2 separate regions of the Mus musculus genome follow, and region 2 is linked to region 1. Evidence: chromatin contacts called from public Hi-C data. All regions are on one chromosome and are shown on one strand. Each heading gives the region's core, a stretch centred on a gene start, on an enhancer-like site or on the middle of the called end of the contact. The rest is flanking DNA. Distances are from core to core; before and after follow the strand shown. Region 1 holds the start of Uhrf1bp1l (UHRF1 (ICBP90) binding protein 1-like). Region 2 holds the start of Nedd1 (neural precursor cell expressed, developmentally down-regulated gene 1).

What was found. A called contact is a pair of places that touch in the nucleus more often than the background predicts.
Region 2: a contact with region 1 is called in a Hi-C map of B cells, with 6 read pairs. The contact joins the promoter of Nedd1 here to the promoter of Uhrf1bp1l in region 1. A contact is called at or near these places in 2 of 39 promoter capture datasets (liver and pre-B cells) and 1 of 484 Hi-C or Micro-C datasets (B cells).

Annotation. Positions count from the first base shown.
Region 1 is chr10:89,743,724-89,746,423 of GRCm38.p6, reverse strand. It overlaps Uhrf1bp1l (UHRF1 (ICBP90) binding protein 1-like), which reads right to left and starts at 1,433. Exons shown (of 21, transcript NM_029166.2): 1 at 1,136-1,433. The coding sequence starts at 1,179.
Region 2 is chr10:92,720,997-92,723,696 of GRCm38.p6, reverse strand. Nedd1 (neural precursor cell expressed, developmentally down-regulated gene 1) reads left to right here and starts at 1,279. Exons shown (of 15, transcript NM_008682.2): 1 at 1,279-1,374.

The DNA.
Region 1 (2,700 bases), core at 184-2,683:
TATTTTCAGGACAGCCTGAGCTACTTAACCTGTTTAAATACACACACACACACACACACACACACACTCACTCTCTCTCTCTCTCTCTAATTAGTGATACTAAGAACCAAACACACGGTCACAAACTTTGCTATAGTTTGATACTTTATGTATACATACTGTGTGTATTAAATTTTATTCAATATAAAGATATAATGTCAGGAAAATATCTGCTGAATCATAGTATTGTTTTGTTCAATATGTTCTCAACTGTAATATATATATATGTATTACACACACACACACACATATCCAGAAAATGAAGACATGTTTACTATACAAGTCTATCATTAAACCTGAGAACGTTCCTTTAATCAGTTAAAAGCATTCATTAACTTACAAATAACAGAGGAGAGAAAGAGATCCTAACCAAGAGCTTTTAATTCTCTGTCACCAACTTGGAACAGGGTCCTACATTTAGCCTGTTTCTTGAGACAAATATGGAGAAGCCAAGAGCAGTAACAAACTGCCAGTTTACTGAGTCATGTTTCTGACTAAAACTGTGTTATGAAATGGAAAGAGTGACACGTCTGGGGTTTAAACACCAGGGACGTTAACTCCCTGAACTCAAGGGTCGCGGAACAAAATCGGAAAACTCTGCAGCAAGAACGAACGCGATGCGGGACTGAAAACGACTTCCACGGAGAACTGGCCGAAGCGGAGAAGTCCTGCTTAATTTCCCCTAAAACAAATCCGAACTGTGCAAACAAGCACACCCTCCCGTGCAGCGGAGCGGGGACGCCAGGTAGGGGGCACCGAGAACAATCCCAAGGTTAACGTTTCACTGGCACACACACACCCCAGTCCTCGGCTAACGGAGCCGCTCGGCTCCGAGCCCCGGGAGCTTCCGAGCCGGACCGGGTCCCAGCCCAACCCCATCCACCCAGCACCTGAGTGACGCCGGGGACGTCACCAGCCTCGGCGCAGGAGCGGCCCCCGGCGGAGGAGGAGACCCCGGCCCGCCGAGCCCCGCCGCCCTCCGCGTGACTCCGGAGGCCGGTCGGGGGCGCCAGCGGCACCGGCAGAGCCCGAACCTGCGACCTGGACCCGAGAACCGGCGGCCAGCGGACGGGACCGGCCCCGAGCGCTCGCTGACCTGGAGAGGTGCTTCAGGATCTGTTTCTTGATGATCCCAGCCATGGTGCCCGCCGGGCTGGAGCGCCGCTCTCTTGTCGCTCCTCACAGCCTCCTCACTTCGCGGCAGTCTTCTTTCGGTCCCGCCTCACCGGCCCGGAGGAGAAGCGCCGGAGAGATCACTCTCAGAAGAGACTCGAGGGCCTGGCCGAGGCCACAGCCGCCGCAGCCGCCGCCGAGAGCCCGAAGCATGACGCTCAGGCCGCCGCGGCCGCCGCCAGCGCCATCTTGGCTGCAGCATCACCTAAGAGACCGGGGGCGGGGAGAGGAGTCGGGGGGGCGGAGCGAGCTCGAGGTGGGCGGGACCTGTGGGAGTTCCGGGAATCTTCAGCCCTGCCTACTTCGGACTCCCACTAGGTCCTCCGCTGCCCTTTCCTAGTTGGTACTTGGGCTTTCATCTTTTCTTCATCCCTTTCATCTTGTCTGTGCCTCTCTCGCTGACATCCTAGTCTTGCTTCTTCATTTCCTCCGAACTCAACTTTCTGCTCTACAAGTAGCTCTGTTTATGTTATTCTTTTGGCCATTTCAGCTTTTTAATCTCAGTTTCTTTTACCAAGATCCTTCCCTTAGACTAACGGCTGTAATTTAATGTTTCCATTCGTTGGTCTAACCTTAAAGGAAGTAAAATTGACAGCATGTCATATTTAACCGAATATACCTAAAGACCTAGAAGTTAGAAAGTCTAGAGCCAGTGAGATGGCTCTCAGCCAGCAAGAGTACTTGTCAAGCAAGCTTGATGATCTGAACTTGATGACCAAACCACCATGAAGGAAAGAACTGCCCTTGAAAGTTATCCTCTGGACACACACACACATAGACACACTTAGTAGAAATTTTGAAATGGAATGCCCAAAATGAAGTCCTGGTTCTAATATTTTCTAGCTATGTTAACTTGGAAAGATTGTTTTCAGCTTTAGTTTCACTTCATGTATGAATGTGACTTTGGTCACACAAGGGGACGTCAGAGAACAGCCCTGGGTGTAGTGCCTCACTTTCTTCTATCTCTTCCTCAACAGCTACTTGTGTACTCCAGGTTACCTGGTTCCTAGGATCCTCTTGTTGGTCTCTTGTTGCCTCTCCCATATTGCCTAAAGAGTGCTGGGATTACAGACTTCTGGCTTCATGTGAATTCTGGAGACTCAAGTTCAAGTCCTGATGATTGAATGGCAAGTGTATTGTCTGCTAAGCCAGCTCTCTCAGCCGTTAACCTCACTTTTAATCATCTTTAAAATATAGTGTCTGCCCTTAGGGATGGTTTGGTAGGGGCCCTAGTAGGTACTGTTGGTGTGTCTGGGCCATATTGTCTGGCCACCTGTTGTAGAAGCAGGTTTTGAAAAAGATATAAATCACTAAAATATTTCATAAACAGGTGGGAGAGAGAGACAGTGTAGCCATTTGAGGTGGGAAGAAGCAGCATTAGAGTTCACAATGCTTGAAGCATGCCAGGGTAACAAGAATCTGCTAACACAAATACTGTGCAAGGATGAAAGCAATCTGAGCTGTTTGAAGGGAACCAAGCTGGGTGTA
Region 2 (2,700 bases), core at 30-2,529, 3.0 Mb before region 1:
TTTTCTCCTAGGGGAGGTGGGGATTGGCACTTCTTAGGTTTCCAGTTGTTTTTGATATGGGTTCAGATAACTGGGACATTATGTATCCAGTTGAGAAACACATCCGGTGTGCACCTGGGACAAAGGAGCAACACTTTCCATAGGAACATGCTATCAGTGATGGAAGTAAGAACTCTCAACAGAGCAATCTTTTAGCAGGAATGTTGGGAAAACTCAGTTCATTGGCCCCTTTCTACCATGAAATACATTTCCTTCAAAAACAAAAAAACCAAAAAACCACTGAGTTGGTGTTCATGTACCTGAACAGCAGCATGTGAAGCTGCGGATGTGAAGATGGCTAGCTCAGAGGCTGAAGTCACTACTGGGTTTGTTCTCAGGGTTAGGGTTCGTTTTGGGTTAGATGTTCCTCTCCTCTGCTTTCCTCCTTTTCCCTCCCACCCCTTCCTTTCTCTTCCCCTCCTTTCCTTCTCCCACTCCTGCCACAATTTCCTCTCCATTCCCTCCCCTCTTTGAAACTGAGTTTCTTTGTATAACCGTCCTGGAACTCGTTCAGTAGACCAGGATGGATTTGAACTCACAGAGATCCCATTGCCTTTGCCTCCTGAGTGCTAGGATTAAAGGCTTGTACCACCACACCCCTTTGAAGTTAGATGTTTAACCTGCAGCTTTTCTTGGCTTCCTCTCAAGTAATCCTCTCCTAAACCAACCATGTTAATTGCCTTTATTATGAGCGTTCTTCTTTGTGATAACTGTGACACCTTTTTTTGTGGGAACTGAGAGTTGCCCGTGAATTCCCCATCTTTTATTCTTCTGTTTTGTTTTGTTCAAGACAGAGGTTCTCTGTGTAGTCCCTGGCTGTCCCGGAACTCACTCTGTAGACCAGGCTGGCTTAGAACTCAGCAGTCTGCCTGCTTCTGCCTCCCTAGTGCTGGGATTAAAGGTGTGCACCGCCACTGCCTGGCATTTTATTCTTGCCTTCCCTTTCCCTACAGAAGTGTTAATATTAACTTCCTAACTAGACTGTAATCTCCAGCAGGCTAGGGAACCTGCGTGTTGACTGACCTCTTGTCCCTTCAAGCTAAACACAGTAAGTGCACACCCACAGCCTAACTCAGCGCCTGGCACACAGTAGCCAGCAAACAAATGAGTGATAAAGGAGCAGTAGCTACAGGCTAGGATATCTTCCTCTGCACCGCCCCAGGGTGGGAGGCCACCCAGCACCCCCGCGGGCTGAGCGCTCGGGGCACCGCCTTTCCCGTGACGTCATGCGAGGCGGGACTTCCGGCCGCCCAAGTTTAACAGTCCAGGCGGGAGCCGGAAGCGCAGCGAGGAACGGGTGGAGCTGGGCCTCCCCTGTGGCCCCACGCTTGAGAGGTGAGGTTCCGCCTGACAGGGAGGCTCTGTGAGCGCGGTGGCCTTGGGCCGGGGACCCCCGAGGTCAGCCTCTTCGGTCCTGCGTTGGGCGGCAGCGGGCGCGCGCGCGCGCTGGAAAGTGGCCGGGGACCGGGCAGGACAGGACAGGACAGGACCGGGTCGCGGGCCCCGGATTTAAGGGCCAAGCTGCCCCGAGCGGCTCGTCCACCCCGACTCCCGGGTCTGGCTCGCCCGTAGCTGCTGAGCGCAGGCGCCCTGGGCTAGGGGTGCAACTCCCGAGAACTCTTCTTGAGCAGAGAGTGCAGTTGGTCGCTGTCGCTCTTCTTTCCCGGGATCCTCTCCCGGGGACTGATGTCAGAGCCCAGAAGCCAAGCGAAGGGACTGTGAGAGGTCTCCGTGAAGTCAGCCTCACTGAAGCTGTGTGGGTCGCTTAACTCTTCTGAAGAGCCTTGATCCACTCATTGCACCACACTGCACAGTAGGCTCCTTGTGTGGGGTTAGGGTAGCAGCAGCTTGCAGCTGTTTACTGTTCTTCAGAGTTCAACTTTTCTACCCTGTGTTTTTCCATGGGCCGGGGAACAAGGGGCATTGAGTAAGTGTTTTAGTCACCAAATAGAAACATTGTCTACAATTCAACAGGTGACTCTGCAAGTTTTTAGCCTCACCTACTAGGGGTCCCTTCTAACTCAGAACCACCCCACACACTACTGTATCCAAAAATATGCACAACAAATAACTGTTTTAATCCTTTCCATAAACTTTATTTATTTATTTATTTTTCCTCTTGAGACTCAATGATTTCTGCCTTATGCTTTTTAGTTTGTCCTCTGGAACCCAGATATGTATGATGCTTTTGTTGATGATGTGGGGGCGTGTCTTTGACCACTGTTGGCCTTTAACCTTGGTTAAATTCAGCCCCCTATGTCACCAGATGGAATCAATTCAGTGTGTTGTAGCTGCCGTAGCATCCCTTAAAAAAAAAAAAAAAAAAAAAAAGTAGGGCGTGGTGGCGCACACCTTTAATCCCAGCACTCGGGAGGCAGAGGCAGGCGGATTTCTGAGTTCAAGGCCAGCCTGGTCTACAGAGTGAGTTCCAGGACAGGCAGGACTATACAGAGAAATCCTGTCTCAAAAAACCAAAAAAAAAAAAAAAAAAGTAACCACTTTTTATTAGACTTCAAGTATCAATGAAACTGTGTTGACCTATAAAAAGAAACATATTTTGTGTGGCTACCATGGATTAAACACACACACACACACACACACACACACAGGAACACTATGGATTAAACACACACACACACACACACACACACACACACACAC